6 separate regions of the Mus musculus genome follow, and regions 1, 2, 3, 4 and 5 are each linked to region 6. The links are chromatin contacts, called in public ChIA-PET, HiChIP or PLAC-seq and promoter capture Hi-C maps. All regions are on one chromosome and are shown on one strand. Each heading gives the region's core, a stretch centred on a gene start, on an enhancer-like site or on the middle of the called end of the contact. The rest is flanking DNA. Distances are from core to core; before and after follow the strand shown.

The links. Promoter capture Hi-C pulls out the DNA fragments that hold promoters and counts their contacts. ChIA-PET counts read pairs in DNA pulled down with a chosen protein or histone mark. HiChIP or PLAC-seq counts read pairs in DNA pulled down with a chosen protein or histone mark.
Region 1: a promoter capture Hi-C map of erythroid cells shows a contact between it and region 6, with 4 times the contacts expected there. The contact joins the promoter of Pmvk here to the promoter of Msto1 in region 6. A contact is called at or near these places in 1 of 39 promoter capture datasets (erythroid cells) and 1 of 115 datasets of contacts at active chromatin or transcription factors (pancreatic cancer cells).
Region 2: a contact with region 6 is called in an H3K4me3 HiChIP or PLAC-seq map of bone marrow-derived macrophages, with 4 times the contacts expected there. The contact joins the promoter of Glmp here to the promoter of Msto1 in region 6. A contact is called at or near these places in 8 of 39 promoter capture datasets (the 3T3-L1 cell line, embryonic stem cells, hematopoietic stem and progenitor cells and 4 more), 2 of 115 datasets of contacts at active chromatin or transcription factors (bone marrow-derived macrophages and memory CD8 T cells) and 3 of 9 other capture datasets (adipose tissue, embryonic stem cells and liver).
Region 3: a contact with region 6 is called in an H3K4me3 HiChIP or PLAC-seq map of bone marrow-derived macrophages, with 8 times the contacts expected there. The contact joins the promoter of 4632404H12Rik here to the promoter of Msto1 in region 6. A contact is called at or near these places in 2 of 115 datasets of contacts at active chromatin or transcription factors (T-cell acute lymphoblastic leukemia and bone marrow-derived macrophages) and 1 of 9 other capture datasets (liver).
Region 4: a contact with region 6 is called in an RNA polymerase II ChIA-PET map of memory CD8 T cells, with 5 read pairs. The contact joins the promoter of Pbxip1 here to the promoter of Msto1 in region 6. A contact is called at or near these places in 2 of 115 datasets of contacts at active chromatin or transcription factors (memory CD8 T cells and pancreatic cancer cells).
Region 5: an RNA polymerase II ChIA-PET map of memory CD8 T cells shows a contact between it and region 6, with 21 read pairs. The contact joins the promoter of Mef2d here to the promoter of Msto1 in region 6. A contact is called at or near these places in 2 of 39 promoter capture datasets (liver and pre-B cells) and 2 of 115 datasets of contacts at active chromatin or transcription factors (memory CD8 T cells and pancreatic cancer cells).

Annotation. Positions count from the first base shown.
Region 1 is chr3:89,457,837-89,460,536 of GRCm38.p6, reverse strand. It overlaps Pmvk (phosphomevalonate kinase), which reads right to left and starts at 1,419. Exons shown (of 5, transcript NM_026784.3): 1 at 1,073-1,419. The coding sequence starts at 1,167.
Region 2 is chr3:88,323,748-88,326,560 of GRCm38.p6, reverse strand. It overlaps Glmp (glycosylated lysosomal membrane protein), which reads right to left and starts at 1,538. Exons shown (of 6, transcript NM_020003.1): 1 at 1,360-1,538; 2 at 630-884; 3 at 249-446; 4 at 1-150. The coding sequence starts at 1,479.
Region 3 is chr3:89,772,112-89,774,871 of GRCm38.p6, reverse strand. It overlaps 4632404H12Rik (RIKEN cDNA 4632404H12 gene), which reads left to right and starts at 1,472. Exons shown (of 2, transcript NR_130957.1): 1 at 1,472-2,370. It overlaps Ube2q1 (ubiquitin-conjugating enzyme E2Q family member 1), which reads right to left and starts at 1,263. Exons shown (of 13, transcript NM_027315.4): 1 at 834-1,263. The coding sequence starts at 1,160.
Region 4 is chr3:89,435,421-89,438,120 of GRCm38.p6, reverse strand. Pbxip1 (pre B cell leukemia transcription factor interacting protein 1) reads right to left here and starts at 1,417. Exons shown (of 11, transcript NM_146131.2): 1 at 1,341-1,417.
Region 5 is chr3:88,140,998-88,143,754 of GRCm38.p6, reverse strand. Mef2d (myocyte enhancer factor 2D) reads right to left here and starts at 1,383. Exons shown (of 12, transcript NM_001310587.1): 1 at 1,081-1,383.
Region 6 is chr3:88,912,557-88,915,342 of GRCm38.p6, reverse strand. Msto1 (misato 1, mitochondrial distribution and morphology regulator) reads left to right here and starts at 1,393. Exons shown (of 14, transcript NM_144898.2): 1 at 1,393-1,550; 2 at 1,641-1,776; 3 at 2,416-2,485; 4 at 2,565-2,640. The coding sequence starts at 1,467.

The DNA of each region.
Region 1 (2,700 bases), core at 170-2,669, 550 kb before region 6:
AAAAGCTGAAGATGGGCCAAGTGTGGTGGCACATGCCTTTAATCCCAGTGCTGCTCTTCTTACAGACCAAGGCTCTATTCCCAGCACCCACATGAAGGCTCACAACCATCTGTAACTCCAGTTCTGGGGATCACCTGCCCTCTTCTGGCTTCCAAGAACACTCGCACACACCAAGGCACAAACCCACACCCATCACATAAACACATCTTTGAAAATAAATATCTAGAAAGGAAGGACAGAATGAGTGAATGGTGTTTCCAGGCAGGGCAGAGTGAGTGAACGGTGTCTCCAGGCAGGCCAAGCTGAATTTAAATCCTGAGTTTGCTACTTTATAACCCTAGCAAATTTAAAAATTTTAATACTAAAAATTCACCATGTTGTCCACTCTGGCCTTGAACTCCTACATGTATGAGCTCTCCCTGCTGCTGGACCACACACACACACACACACACACACAGAGACACACACACACAGAGACACACACACAGACACACACACACACAGACACACACACACAGAGACACACACACACACACCAGGTTTTAGCTCCTAAGGGCCCCTGCTTCTGCATCTGTGACATGGGATTGCTAATACCACTATTTGGTAAAGAAGCTAAATAGGTTAAATGAGATGATATAGACGCACAACACCTGGCATAGAATATTCCATAAATTCCTGCCATTGCAGGGTGTTCTGGGCAGATTCTCTTTGCAGCAGACACACTCAGGACGTGGTCTTGAAAAAAAACCTTTACAGTCTTGTTAGTCTCCTTATCTAGGCCAGTTACCTCAGACCACAATCATCAAACAGGAATGGCACGTTGAAGGTGCCAGCATAGTAATAGTAGTAATTCATGTTTCTTGAAGGCAGAGCTACATCTTCATAGATCTGCAGTGGCAGTCCCCTAGTTCTTTGAGGGAGATTTGTGCAGGCTGCTGTTTTACTGACCGTGAGGGTCTGCCTTCCCCTGCCCTGTCATCCTGTCCCTCCTTGCCCTCCACGAGCTCCCTCCATAAAGCCCTCCATCACTTGCGGTAGCGCCCTTCCTCGGTTTCCCTGCACCCGCGGACACCTGCTCTTCAGCCTCTCGGTCACGAAGTCCTTCCCGGATTTTCTCTTCCCGCTAAACAGCAGCACCAGACGCGGGGAGGCTCCGAGCGGGGCCATGGTGCCACCAAGCTTCACCAGGCCTAAAGCTGACACTTCGGACCCCTGAAATGCAGCCAAGCACGAAGTGGACCCGCTCAGTAGAAGCAAAAAGGAGGAGGGATCCCACTCCTTCTCCACACTACACAGCCCACATCGAAACCAGCGCGCAGAGAATGGGCGTAGAAACTGGAAGGGAAAGAGCCTTGCAGCCTAGTATCTAAGTACCTTTCCCGCCCCCCCCCGCCCTCCCCCCCCTGCGCAGCACGCACTTAGAACAGTCCACGCCCGCCCAGATGTGACGTCATGGCCCCGCCTTCTCGGCTGACAAGGTGAGCCGAGAGTGACGCTGGAAAGACTAGCCTCAAGTTCCCTTCTACACAACCGGCCAAACATAAAGATAAAGAAAAATAGTAATGTTGAAGGCATTTTCAAATCTGCCTTTTAATTTGTACGTTATAACTCATGCTCTAAAGCAAATATGTGTTTGCCCCGCACTAAAAATAGCTCTTTCCAAAGAAGTAACCAGACAATGACATGATAGGGTGTGTTTCTTGACGTCATAGCGAGGGAGGGGTTTAATGAACAGTATGCTATTTCACTGTTGAAAAGGTTTTGTAACTGCTGAAGCCTCCAGCTGGAACTAAGTGATCTTTTCTTTAGCCGCATACTCCTCTCCAAAGCTTTTCAGAATCTCGAAAAAGAACATTGGTGACATTAGTAACTTAGGTTAAGGAGTTTTGACGCCACTCTGAACAAGATTACCCAATTTCCTCCGGAGACCAACATCCAGCCAGAAGTTGAGAGGCAAAACTAAGAGTGTTCTGACACCTACTTACTGTTATCTGTAGATATAAATTGCTGTCCTACATTTTTCTAAGCTTATCAAAATAAAGCCTGCAGCCTATGACTGCCTCCAGTGTATAAGACTGCAAAGTCTTGTGAAAACCAAAGTGAAACGTAAAGAAACTCTTAGGAAAATCATTTCTTTGCGTATTCGAAAGAGGCTTCGGCGAAGAGATGACTCCGCAGCTAAGAGCACTGGCTGCCCTTGCTGAACACCCACCTAGCCGCTCATAACCAGCTGGAACTGCAGTTCCAGAGGACCTAAAGCCCTCCCTTAGCCTCTGTGGGAACTGCATGCACGAGGTACACAGACATACGGGCAAAACACATAAATCATTTTAAAATAAAGAACAGGAGTGGTCAGGTACAGAAAGAGTGGACCGGGGAGGATCGCCAGAACTGAGGATGTCTGTCTGTTGATAGAGCCTCTGCCTAAGCCTAGGTTTGAGGGCCAGCACTGAATAAACTAGGTTTAGTGGCAAGTGCCAGCCAGCACTGGAAATGGAAGCAGACAAATTCCAGGCCAGCCTGGGCCATAAAATAAAATAAAATAAAATAAAATAAAATAAAGAGAAGGAAGTGAGAGGCTTGGTAAACAGAGGAAAGCAGAACTGTACAACAAAATACTTTGTAAACTTTAAAGTATCCACTCACAGCAGACTGTTTGTTTTAAGCACTGTGATTTCACAGTTTGTAAGTCAGCACATT
Region 2 (2,813 bases), core at 289-2,788, 590 kb after region 6:
CTGTCCCAAGGTGGCTACCTCTAGACCAAATAGGGAATGGTTTCCACGAGGAGAAGCTCCAACCAGGGCCACTTCTAACTGGCAGACATCTGCTGTGTGCAGGAGGCGAGGGGGCTGAGCAGGTCGACCAGATCTAGAAAAGGCTTGGACCTTGGAAGGAGAAGGAAGCCATGTGGGGAGAATGGAGCTTGAGGGACAGATACTCCCACCCTCATCAGTCATTTCCAGTTCCTTCCCCATAGCCTCACCTTGAAGGTCAGGCTGCCATTGGCGAATGCTCCAGTAGGATCATCTACAGGGCGGCCTTGAAAATCGGCACTCAGGTTGGCAAGATCCAATGAGTTGGTGATATTGTTCCAGGAGAACTTGGCCAAGGAGTACGGAGGGTATGGCTTTCCTGGAGGCTGTGCCCCCTCGGACGCATTGGTGCTGTCAAACTCAAGCAGCTGGGGACAGGGTAGAGTGGAAGAGGCTTGCCTCCCTCTGGCTTTCTCTTGAATATCCCTCCCAGTCACCCCACCCAAAACTGCATTCACTTCACCCACCCTGGGCTAAACCCGTCCCTCGCCCTGGGGGTAGGATGGACTCTCTTCTTGTGATCTTCTCTCTGGGCTCCTTCAGACCCTCACCCTGGTGAAGACGAGAGCAGAAGAAAACTGTATGCTGCTCTTGGGGAGCACCATCAGGGCCCCAGCAGGATCGGGAGACAGCAGGAGACTCCAGTTGACACTCAGGACACTCTGAGTGGTGTTAGTGGCCACCAGCACCACAGCTGGAGGCCCCAGGCTGCTCCACACATAGTGCAGGGTGGAGTTGCTGCCCACTGCCCGAATATGAAGCAGGTTCTGTGGATTTGGCCAGCCGGAAATAACCTCCATAGATACCTGGAACACGGGGTAGTGGGGCGGAAGGAGCAAGATCAGGTATGCTCACAGGCAAAGCTGCAGCTTGTAGGTGGAGGACAGGACCTGGGCAATGCAAGGGCTCTTGAGGACCAGGCAAGAGGGAAATGTAGAAACTGAGGGGAACTTGGAATCAGGGGCAGATGTAGGGTTGAGAACATAGGGTGGATCCAGGATTACTCAGAGGGCTCAGAGCTAACAAGGCTTTTAAGTCCCCAAACTTGCCTGTTCCTGGGCTACAATGGCTGAGCCATGGCTCAGACATCGTCAGAAAGCAGGACGCAGTCATGCCTGACCCCTCCACAATTCTTCCAATCACTCGTGACTCCACACTGAGCTCTCTGGGTTGTTATCTCTCTTGCATCCACCTTCCACCCCTCTGTTGTCCCAGATTCCGGTCATCCTAGAAAGGTAGGATTTCCGGAAACATCTATAACTTCAGTTCCAGAGCCCTTACCTGGCGAGTCTCTTCTCCCTGCAGGCCAAATGGAGCTGAACACACAAGTAGACTCAAAAGGAGCCATGGGGTAGGGGCACAGGGGACCCAGCCCCAGTGAGGTCCCCAACAGCGAAACATACAGCCACAGCTAGTTAAACTCAGCGGAAGAGCCTCAGAGTCACATGACTCCTTTCCTGCTGATCCCTTTTGAGGGCGGGCCAACAAAGTTCTTAAAGGGGCCGCTTCTATTAACCCAGATCTGTTTAAGTTGGAATAGCCTCCCGAAAGCTCAAGGTGAACAGGTATTTTATCATCAACAGGTTGGCCTAGGCATCCTAGACTAGCTGTGCAAACATACTCCTACCTTACTGCAGACACCCTACCGGCCCCACCTACATCACCTCTGGTGAATAAACCCAGATTAAAATTTCCACACAATTTAACAGAGTAATTTGTATGTTACTGCTCTGTGCTAGAAAGATATAGAGAGGGCTGGAGAGATGGCTCAGTGGTTAAGAGCACTGACTGCTTTTCCGAAGGTCCTGAGTTCAAATCCCACCAACCACATGGTGGCTCACAACCATCCGTAATGAGACCTGACGTCCTCTTCTGGTGCAGCTAAAGACAGCTACAGTGTACTTAGATATAATAATAAAAAAAAATCTTCAAAACAAAAAAGGAAAGATATAGAGAGGAATTGGATATAAAAGAACCCTTGGGGGTCAGCAAGATGCCTCAGCATTTGCTCTAAACTGAACATGAGTTGGATATATATTCAGGACCAACGCGGTAGAAGGAGAAAAATAATTGCCAGAAGCTGTAACCTGATTTACACATGCATTCTGTGCATTGCTCACATAAAACAAGTGCAGTAAAATGTAAAAGAATGCCGGGCGGTGGTGGCGCACACCTTTGATCACAGCACTTGGGAGGCAGAGGCAGGCGGATTTCTGAGTTTGAGAAAAGTGAGTGCTAGGACACCAGGGTTACACAGAGAAACCCTGTCTTGAAAAAACAAAGACAAAAACACAAACAAAAAAAGTAAAAGAATAATAAAAGAATCCTTAGGTATGGTAGTCTCAGAAAACAGAACCAAACAGGAATGGAGGCTTGTTTCTACAAGGGGACCAAGACACCCTAATTCCAGCCAAGAGGTGAGAAGAGGAAGACCAGAAATTCAAGGTCTGGGGCATGAGATGTTCAGCAGGTAAATGCATTTCATTTATTAGATTACCAAGTAGGCAGGGACTGGCTGTCCAGGAACTCTTTATACATACCAGGCCGGCCTTGAACTATTAAAGATCCACCTGCCTGCCTCTACCTCCTCTGCTGGAATTAAAGGCATGAGCACCACAACCAGCCTGTTTTTCCTAAAATCTTAACATGTAAAGTATTTTGCCTGTATGTCTGTCTGTGTCTGGTGTCCTCAGAGACCAGAAGAGGATGTCAGATCCTCTGAGGCTGGAGTTACA
Region 3 (2,760 bases), core at 223-2,722, 860 kb before region 6:
TTATAAAATTGCACCCAACAATTTCCTCAAGGGACACTAGGGAATAAAATAAGGCAGGACGCATGGAAGATGCCTCCTGACCAAGGATAGGTAGGATGGAACGATGCCTACTGGGGAGCGATGGCACTGCTGCCGCTCAAAACACACATTGCTGTCACCACCAGAAAAGGTGACAGTCACCTAGGATAAGCAGATGTGACCCCAGGAGTGGGGAGGAAGTGGCAAAGCTGCTACGAGCCAAGGCAAAAAGAGGAATTAAAGGTTAGTTACACCAGAGTTAGTAAGAGGAGATCCAACGTGGGGTCAATGAACGGCACTATTCTTTAGTGAAATTCAGGGAGCAAAGAGGGGTTGTACGAGGGATGCCTAGGCAGGGAGCCTACAGGTGGGTACATATAAGTGGAAAGAACTACTGAGAAGGGTCATTATGGAACCGGGCTGAGTTCCAGGCTACGTCCTTCCAGCACAGGCCTGGAATCTTATTAGAGTTGGGGTGGGGAGAAGAATGGGTCATTTCTAGGTGACATGGTAAAGTTGTGGAGGAGTAAGCAGAAGGAGCCAAAATCATAAAACCTGAGGTGTGGGTGGATTCATAGGAGGAGGTGGTTGAGGGGCCACATGTCCCGATGTCCCTTGCTCTCAGGGGTCAACAGTAGAGACTGTGACTGCACCACAGAACCTCAAGCTGAAGAAACAAGTGTAGCCTGGAGAGAAGGAGCCAAGCACCAAGAGGGGGGCTCTGGCCTCCGGGTCCTTCGAGAGCAGGAGGTTGTATGGTGTGATTTCGATCACCAGACAAGGGACCCCCAGCGTGGCGCAAGCGAGGTCCTCACCGTGATGTTGCAGTGGATGCGGACGGGGTCCCCCGGCACCGATCCCCGGGAGGGGAGATGGGGTCCGGGCGCAGCCCCGGCCCCGGCCCCTCCGGCTCCGGCCAGCAGGAACTCGCAGCTCAGCTCGTCCAGGCAGGCGCTGGCAATGCGGAAGCGCTCGTGGCCGCGGTGGAAGATGGACTCGAGCAGCTTCAGCTCCCGCCTCAGGCAGGGCCCTGGCCCCGGGCCCCCTCCCGGGCCGCCCCCGGCCCCCGGCGCCGCCCCCTGGACCCCCAGTTGCTGCCCCGGCCCCGGCTGCTGCTGCCCCTGCGGCTGCGGCTGCTGCATCCTCCGCTCCGCTCCGCTCCGGGGCCGGCGGGCCGGGAGCCTCCGGCCTCCGCTCCGGGCTCCGCCGCCGCCGCGGTCCGCACTTCCTGATCCCCCCTTCGCCAAGATGGCGCCGCCGCCACCTCCGGGACAGGCCCCCTCCGCTCGCCGGCCCACCCCCCCCACGGCCGCCGGAAGCCGCGCGCCCCTCCCCCTCCGCGGCGGCCCCGCCTCCGGCCTCACGTGACCTCTGAGCTCCGGCCCCCGGCACGTGATCCGCGCGTCTTTCCCGCCCCCCGGCCCGCGCCTGTCACCCTCCACATGTGACCCTAGGCCCTCGCCTCGCTGCTCGAAGCGCTTCCGTGCGTGTACGTGCGTCGTGCGTGACCGTGCACCGGGGGGCCTTTGCCAGCGCTTCCCTGTCACATGGCCGGCGTCTCTTGTCACGTGGCCGGTGCCTGTGTTCCCAGGGGCTCCCCGCGCGGGACTCTGGCTTCCTGCTTGCGTCCCGCGGCCCCCGCGTGCGGCGCATGGCCGTGTCTGTCCTGTATTCCCATGGGGGTCGTCGGGCCGGGTCACCGGCCTCCGCGTCTGCGGCGGGAAGGCGCCTTTCGCTACGGTCGGAGAAACGGACTTGGATCTCCCTGCGGTTCCTCTATGGTGTGTGACCTTGGGTTATCTACGCTCCTGGGGAGCCTCAGTTTCTCCATCACAACAATGGCACTGTACAAGACGGGGAGGCCTCTTTAGCCTGTTCCCAAAGGCTCTGTGCAGGGATACTGAAGTATCGAGTATGGTCGCTGGTCAGCTACGTCTGAGGGGACAGATGGTGCGGCTTCCTCCACAGAATCACAGGGCTTCGTTATGTGTGAGTGCAGAGTACTAAGCTAGGGGTTGCATAGACGACACCCACGCCTACCTGCTATTCTTCTTCCCACCTCGTCGCACTGATCCTGAACGGGGCTTGAAGTTTGCGGCAGTACCTCGTCGTTCCCACTAGGTGGCACTATCACAAAGGACAACGGAGGGTCCTGAAACCCAGAGCTGCAAACTGGCAGGTGCCAGGATGTTGTAAGGCCTGATGGGTTTGGGACCAATTCATCATGTGAGCCGTTGGCCCGTCTACCGTCACCACCTCTATGTTTTTTGGAAGCTGACTGTACCTTGGTGCTGGGCTACTGATTCACTCAGTGATGTTAGCAGAAAGCTTTACTAGGCCAAGTTTAACTCCGTATGTTTTAAGAAATTCGTGTTCTTTGAGCCTGGGGGGATGAGTGTGGGTGTGTGGGTGGGGCTGGTTTTTCTAATGACCAGAGCAGCCTGAACATTTAGCTGCATACCATCTTTGTGCCTATGTCCACAAGCTGGAAGCATAAAATACTAGGGTAAGCCAGTCCTAGCAGAACAGGGTTGTAGTCGCAACTATCTAGGAGAGTCAGAAGGCCAAGGCCTACCTGGATAACTTAGTAAACTCCTTTCTCGGCCAAATAACTAATAAATAAGGGCTGAGGGTGTGGTAGAATGCTTGCTTAGCTAGTAGAAGCTCCAAATTTGACACCCTCCCCCATCATCACACACAAAAAGAGTAATTGTAAAAAGTCTAATTTATCAAGCATTCCCC
Region 4 (2,700 bases), core at 168-2,667, 520 kb before region 6:
AGTGACAGACAGCTAGCTGACCCACTGGCAGAAAAGGCAGAATGTGAAATTTGACTGTACCAGCCAAATGCTCCCCAACTACTCCCACTGGGTTTAAGTCCTGCATGATTGCCTTAAAAAACCCTGTGGCTCTGGGGCTGGTGAAATGGCTCAGCAGGTAAGAGCACCAGACTACTCTTCCGAAGGTCCTGAGTTCAAATCCCACCAACCACATGGTGGCTCACAACCATCCCTAACGAGATCTGACTCCCTCTTCTGGTGTGTCTGAAGACAGCTACAGTGTACTTACATTAAATAAATAAATCATTAAAAAAAAAAAAAATCCTGTGGCTCCTGTTGGGCAAGATTCAGGCCCAAGATAGGTAAAGGACATCTAGTGGTGTCTTCCACAATGCTCATGTCTCCTAGACACTGATACCCATCCCACACAGGGACAAAACAATTGCAATGACTTCCCTATACCAAGTCCCCAAAAAACCCCGAACTCCCCACCCCCTTCTTCTAGTGACACCCACACAGCCATCTTCCTTCAGCTTTTGGCTCTCAGTCCCTCCACTGTCCTGCCATCCCCAGTTGCTGTGTGTGACTGTTAACAGGTGGCAGCAGGAAGGAAGTGGCCACAGCAGCTAGAGCAGAGGTCCCTGTTTATCCCTGGCTGTTTACAGCCTGCTCAGGTCCTCCAGAACTCAGCACCATGGCAACCAGGGTGATGTCAGACCCATCGTCTCCATGGAAATCGGCAATGGTATGGTATTTAGGTCAACAAGACAAACCTAAAACTGAAGCAGAAGTCTTCCTAGAACCCCTGCACTCGGGGTCCCAACCCTTGATACCAAAAAGCATCCCCGCTTTCCCAGGCCGGCACATCGGCACATTAATACCTTATTAGGAAGCCTGTCTAAGCAATCCAGAGCCCACTTAGCTGCCACCCTTCCCAGCTGTGATTTTAGGGCAGTCTTTGACCTCTAAGAAGAAAACCCACCCACTACTCTCTCTCCCCTTTTCACTCAGGCAGGATTTCACAAAAACTTCTGCTGTTTCTAAAAAAGAGAGTGTTCCCAGTCTGCACAAAACTGGGAAGTCTGGTTTGATATGCCCTTGATTGTCTCTAACTTCCTTCTCTGTCTGACCTTTAAAGGGAAGGACCTGGGACCACAAAAACTTGCCTGAGTTCCTGCTTCGGAATCATCTGTCTCCCTCCTTCCCCGCCCTTCGGTCCTGTGTTGGGCAGTATGTGGACGCCGGGGCTGCCCACTCCTTTTATACAGCTTTGCCCTCTTTTGTTATCTGGGGATAAAGTGGGAGTCTGTAACGCCCCTTCCCGGCAAGGACTCCTTTACCTGACCCAGCTCCTCGCTTCAGTCTTCAGCTTAACTTGTTGCAACCTCCCAGCCCAGGAAGACAAGAGGGGAGTCACGTGGCTAGTGTTTGACCAGTGAAAAGTCGACTTCCCCGCGGGGGGGGGGGGTGAGGGGGAACTTTTGACCAATGAAAAGCTGGACTTGAACGCCCAGGCAGGGGAGAGAAGGTCTACGCAGTACCTCTCTCCCTTGGTTTATCTTTTTTGGTGGGCAATTTGGTCTCCAGCAAAGTAAATTTGGGAGACCTCCCCTCTTTTCTCAGTGTCTAGTGTCTAGTAGGAAGACCTAAAACTGAAAGGTGCTGTCTGATGAGGGGGCAAGGACCAGGTGCCATGTTGGTCCCAGGATAGACAGAGACAGCTGTAGGATGGGGGATGGGGTCCAGTGCAAGTTGTGGGTTTAGAAATAGCCCTCTCACCACTCTTATCCGCCCCAATGCAGACTAAGGATGCCACTACTTTGGATATGGAAGACGGCCAAGCATGGTGGTGCCAGCTCCTGGGAGACAGAGGCAGGTGTGCAGGTGGATCTCTTGAGTTTGATATCAGCCAAATCTATATATAGTGAGTTCCAGGCCAGTGAGGGCTACATAGTGAGATCCTGCTACACATGCACACGCACACCCTGTGGGATGTCTTAGCTGGGTAAAACCTCCACGTGTGCACATGTTTGCACCTCAAGAGATCATACAGACACAAGATAATAAATTTTTAAAAAATTAATGGAGGGAGGTGCTATAATCCCACCACTGGAAAGACTGAAGAAGTGGATGTTGAAGTCCAGCCTGGGCTACTAAACAAATCCCAAACCAAAACCAAACTAAAACAAAAGCAAAAAAAAAAAAAAAAAAAAAAACTCAAACAAAAACAATGGAAGAACCGAGGCAGAAAAGCATCCACAAATTAAAGTCAGGGCTGGATGTGACCCAGCAGTGGAGCGCTGTCTGTCATCTGTAAAATGGAAGGGGAAGCATTTAAGAAATTTCAAATTTTTATGTGGATGGGTGTTTTGCCAGCATGGCTGTAGCATTCTAGAGTTACAGATGGTTGTGAGCTGCCACGTGGGTGCTGGGACTTGAACCTGAGTCCTCTGGAAAAAAACAGGAGTTCTTAACTGGTGAGCCATCCAGCCTGAAAACTCATATTTAAAACCAACCAACCAAACAAACAAACAAAAACCCCACCTTACTTGTGTGTGAGGATACATACCAGCCGTGGGACACAGGGCAGAGGGCAAGCTGCCATGTCAGTTCTCTCCTTCCACCCATGGGTTTCAGAGATTGAACTCAGATCCTCAGGTCAGCCCAAAGTATCTTCACCTGTCACCTCCTTGGGCACCC
Region 5 (2,757 bases), core at 134-2,633, 770 kb after region 6:
TATATGGGAAAAGTGCTCTACAGAAGCTCCAGAATTCCCCAACCACCCTACATAACAAGGTTCTCAGCCACTCCCACAATCATCCCACCCCACCCCCATCCTGGAAGACGCAGGAAGGAAATTCATTCACAGGCAAGGCCATGGGAGTTGGGACAGCCAGGCTGAGCACTGGGGCTCGGTGGCCAGAGGCCAGAAGCTGGGTGTCTGAGAACACTGTCAGGTAACTCGCCAATGCTCCCCTCGGCGGATACCTACCGCGGATACAGGGAGACGAACAGAAGGTGGACAGCTCCCAAGGCCAAGCGCACTCAGTAGGCTCCTCTCCGAGATCCGGCCAGAGCAGCCCAAGGTCACCGTCCCAGACGGCAAACTTCCCACAGTCAGGCAGCTCAGACCCACTGAGGGCTAGGGGGAGGGGTAAGATCCACCACTCACACAGCCAAACAGGCCTCGGAGGAAACTCACACGGGTAGGGCAGGAGGGAACGGGATCCACCCACTGTACTCCCCTAGCCTGGCCCCAATGTGCCGGTCAGTCGTAGGCAGAACTGGCACTCAGGACAAGCTGGGTAGTCCAGGGCCACTGGGAACCCCGAGGGCTCGATGGAATCTCTGGGAGGCCTCCCTGCCCCATCTCTGAGGTGGGAGGCCGGGAGCACAGTAGTCCCTTGGGCCAGCCTCACCACTCGAACCCCACTCGCACTGACTCGGCCCGCACCGCACCGTCCAAGAGAAAGGCCTGGAGAGGTCCTGCCAGGTGTTAACAGCTGCAAACTACTGTCCAGGGGTTCTCCAGCCGGCGTTGCTGACACGCCCGACCAAGGGGGCCCCCACGGGCGCGAAATCGCGGCCGGAGCCACGTGCGTTGCGCCCGCCAAGGCGCGAGGCGACGGGGGCTCGGGTACCAGGCGCGGCTGTCACAGCAGACACCCCAGCACCAACACTGCCTCCGTCGCCCCGCCCGGACCGGGACGCTCGTGCCAGGGCGCCCGTACACCCCTCGCGCTCCAGACCACCCTGAGCCCGGCCGCGCGGCGTGGGGGAGGGGTTCTTAAAGGGGCCGACGCGCGTCGTGACTCACCAGCCCGTGGGGGGGACGGGGTGTCACGGCGCCCGGAGCCTCGGCCCGGTCCGCCGAATCCTCGGTTACGCGAAGCCGCAGCTCCGACGGGAAACAGCGAAGGCGCCGCGTCCACGCGGCCTGGGCGGCGCCACAGGGCCGGGACCCCCTGGTGCGCGCGGGGGCGGCGGCGGCGGGCGGCAGGCACGCAGCCGAGCGCCCAAGCCGCCTCGACGGTTGTTGATATTTTGCTTCCTTCCTCCTTTCGGGCTCCAAAGGCAACTCCTCCAGCCCCAGACTCGAGGCCGACGTAGGCACCGCGCAGCCTAGCTTGCGAGATGGGAGGGGGGGAAAAGACGAGAGTGATGGACAAGCAGGGGGCCAATGGGAGGGCCCCGCAGGGCTGGGGGCGGGGCCTGGCAGGGAGGCCTGGGACGCAACCCCGCCCCCTGCCCGCGGCCTGCGCCCCACCCCTTTGGGGCGCGCGACCACGGCGCGTGGAGCCCAGATCCCTCCGCCTGCGGGACAGAGCGAGGCTGCGGGTACCTCAGCACCCCAGCTCCAGAGTTGGCAGGGATCTAAGTAAATAAGTTCTGGGGAGATAAGAGTGTTGGTAGGCCCCAGCTCCTACACTTACTGTGTGACAAAGCTCCGAAGCCAGATCGCGCTCTCTTATCTCGTGGTTACCTGGGGAGCTCCGCTGCTCCCTCTACCTGTGACAGGTCCCCTCCTTTCCCCTGACCCGGCTCGGTTGACGCCCAGACATTTAAAGCTACAGTGCATAATTCTCGGGTGATCTAATCTTTTAGTGCCTGCGGGCCCCAGCGCACTTAACTACGGAGGGGGCAATTTAAAGGGGCGGGACCCCAACCACTACCTCCCTTGCCTCACAGGAAACATCCAGAAGCCTTGTCTTGAAGAAATATAACTCTCTCAAAAAAAAAAATCTTTTAAAATCCCCGACGGCCTCTGGGCGTGGTGAATTTTTAAGTGCTTCACAACAAGATTGTGCGCTCCATTGCTTCTGGACCTTTAACCCGTCAGACTTCCTGTCCGCATCCTGTCACTAACAAGTCCTCGGCTGGCTCTACCTGGAGCTTGAGGAAATGACAGAGTCTGGCGTGGACTTCAAAGCCTTAGCAAAACAGAAGCAAGAGGTTCTTCAACAAGCTAGGGTCTGCTTTACTGAACAAAGTCCCTGTTCTGGCTTCTTGTGGGAGAGATGAGAAGAGGCGACAAGTGGTGGGTTAGAAAATTTATAATCTCGGAGTCAGACTGTTTTGGTTCAAAATTTTCCACTATTTCTGAAAAGAGCAAAGCACATCTCTTAACTCTCCATCCTCTTGGGTAAGCTGAAGGTGGTAAGGCCAGGTACATAACTTGTGAATTTGGTGTGAGTTTAGTTCCCAGTAGACTAGTACAGTGCCTCGTGTTGCACTGTATGACCCACACGGGCTGCTCAGCTGAAAATGAGCCCTTTTAGGGCCTGCGTGAGTTCAGAAAAGGCTCATAGTGGGCCAGTTCAATAGGACTATTCTGCAAAGAGCTTGGAGGCATATATGTACCTCCTTAAACAGGAAGCACGTAGGCTTCTAGTCCCTCGGCCTCCCTTTTCAACCCTTCCACTTTGCCCCTCCTTCCAGAAGCCTGATTTATGTAGGATCACACATGGTCCCCAAATGTTGCTCCTTAGTTTTC
Region 6 (2,786 bases), core at 144-2,643:
CCTGAATTCAAATCCCAGCAACCACGTGGTGGCTCACAACCACCTGTAATGAGATCTGATGCCCTCTTCTAGTGTCTCTGAAGACAGCGACAGTGTACTTACTTATAATAATAAATAAATCTTAAAAAAAGAAATAAATCTAAAAAAAAATCTCAAAATTAAAAGGCAGTCATTCTTTAAAATACTGTTCTATATGATGCATTTTTCTAAGTATTTTACTAGCAATGTGCTTATGTTCAGAATAATGTACACAGCTAGGGATTTGGTTCCGTACTACCCTGTGGGTGCTCAGGTTAGAACTCTGGTCTGCAGGCTTGGCAGCTCCCAAGCTCCCCTTAACCCATCGAGGATTTTGCCTGGACCCATTTATTTTATTCATAAGTGAATACTAGATGGTCCAAAAGAAACAGAGCAAGCCATTTGGAATAGTAATTTGTTTTGTTTGTTTTGTAACTTAGATATGGTCTCATGCAGTCAGGTGAGCCTTCAACTTGCTTCGGAGCCAAGGATGAATAATCTCTCTCCGCATCCTAGGAGGGCTTACAGGTTCCAGCCATCACATGCGGCTTGGAAACGCTCTACAAATTGGATAGCCAAACGTTTATAAAAACATAAAAGACTGTTCCCACAGCCGGGTATGGTGGCACACGTCTTTAATCCCAGCACTTGGGAGGCAGAGGCAGACAGATGTCTGAGTTTGAGGCCAGCCTGGTCTACAAAGTGAGTTCCAGGACAGCCAGGGCTATACAAAGAAACCCTGTCTCAAGACAAACAAACAAGCAAACAAAAGACTGTTCCCAACCTTATCAGTGGCACGGCCTTTGATTCCAGCACTCCGGAAGTGGAGGCTTGATTTCTTTTGAGTTTGAAGCCAGCCTGCTTTACACAGTCATTTCAGGCCAGCCAGGGGTTACATACTGAGAATCCATCTCAAAAAGATAAAAATAACGAACCAAGTCAAAGAATAAATGAAAAGAGCACTTAAGTACAATCAAACTACATGAACACGCGAGAAAGGGACTACAATCTTCCCCAGAACCTAACAGAAACCGAACCATGGGGCCAGCCCACTGGTTTAGCAGGGCTGGGACATTAGAGATGGGAAAAGGAAGTGAGTGGGAGGATCCAGAGGAGTCGAATTCCCCCTCAGATTTTTTTTATCCCCTCGCGTGAATTATTAGCTACAGGAGAGGGGCATCTGCGCGAAGAGAGACAGAAGCAGGTGAGAGAACCTTCCATGACCTTGGCCAGACCCGCCACAGTCTGAGGCGCAGAAGGAACGGAGAGACAACAGCCGATCGCGGCAGCTTCCTACATTCCAAGAAGAGGAAGAGGCGGGGCGTGAGCTGCGGCCTCGGAGACCAACGAATCGGGAGGCCAACGGGAAAGCACGTGCTCGCGCGGGAGCCGCCCCCTCCGGCTGATGGGCCCGCGGCGGCAGTGGAGTGCCCAAGAGCAGCGGCGGTATGGCGGGCGGGGCCCGCGAGGTGCTCACGCTGCAGTTGGGACATTTCGCGGGTTTCGTGGGGGCGCACTGGTGGAACCAGCAGGTCAGGCACCTAGCGGCAGCCCGGCGTTCCCCGCAGACAGTACCGGCCCTGCCCCTCTTCCCCCTCCGCTCAGCCCTGTGACCCCTACAGGATGCTGCGCTGGGACGCATGGCCGAGGACGAAGAGTCGCCAGGCGAGCTGTGCCCCGACGTCTTGTACAGAACAGGCCGGACACTGCATGGCCAGGAAACCTATACGCCTCGACTCATCCTAATGGATCTGAAAGGTGAGGCGATGGTGGGCTCAGCCAAGTTTTCCCGTGTGGCGTGCGAGGGCCCTAGCATCAGTTCACTTCAGATACCGGATCGGGCACAACCCCCGACGATGTCGAAAAGGCAAGTTTACTTCAGGATCTGGCTCTGGAATTGTCAGTATAATGTTAAGCTGCTTGCACTCACACCTACAGACGGACCACAGCTTGTTTTGTTTTTTTGTTTGTTTGTTTTCGAGACAGGGTTTCTCTGTATAGCCCTGGCTGTCCTGGAACTCACTTTGTAGACCAGGCTGGCCTCGAACTCAGAAATCCGCCTGCCTCTGCCTCCCTAGTGCTGGGATTAAAGGCGTAAACCACCACTGCCCGGCTGGACCACAGCTTTTGAGAGAAGGATGGATTCCATATTCCCTGTCCCATCTAATGTATATCCAAGTGCCATGTAGTTGGGCACGCCCTTAATCCCAGCCAAGGCAGGTAGAAGCTCTGAGTTCAAAACCAATTTGTCTGTATTGTTGGAAACTACTCAGGGCTACAAAGGGACACCTCATCTAGGTAGAGAGGAACTGCCACACCATATTCCCTGACAGGTGATCAGTTTAGTCTTGATCACATGACCCCCTAGGTTTAACCTTGCCTTTCATTTCTGGGCAGGTAGTCTGAACACTCTAAAAGAAGAAGGTAACCTCTACAGAGACCGACAGCTAGAGGCTGCAGTAGCGTGGTAAGTACCGCTCCTGTGAGCATGGCCCACTGTGTGTACATAGACGGCTGGAGAACTCTGCTTACTCTTACTCTTTCAGGCAGGGGAAGCTCAGCACACACAGAGATGACGCCCAACCAAAGAACCCAAACCTCCAGGGCCTTCTGAGTGCAGAGGTGATGACGAGGGGTGGGGCTCTGTCCCAAACCTTTAAACCTGCTACAAGCACAGTGGCTCTCCGATGCACAGTAAAAGGTGTCTAGTCACTGTAAATGCCATAGAGTAGTGTTTTTGGAAAAAGCACCGTTGTCTCTGAACTGGC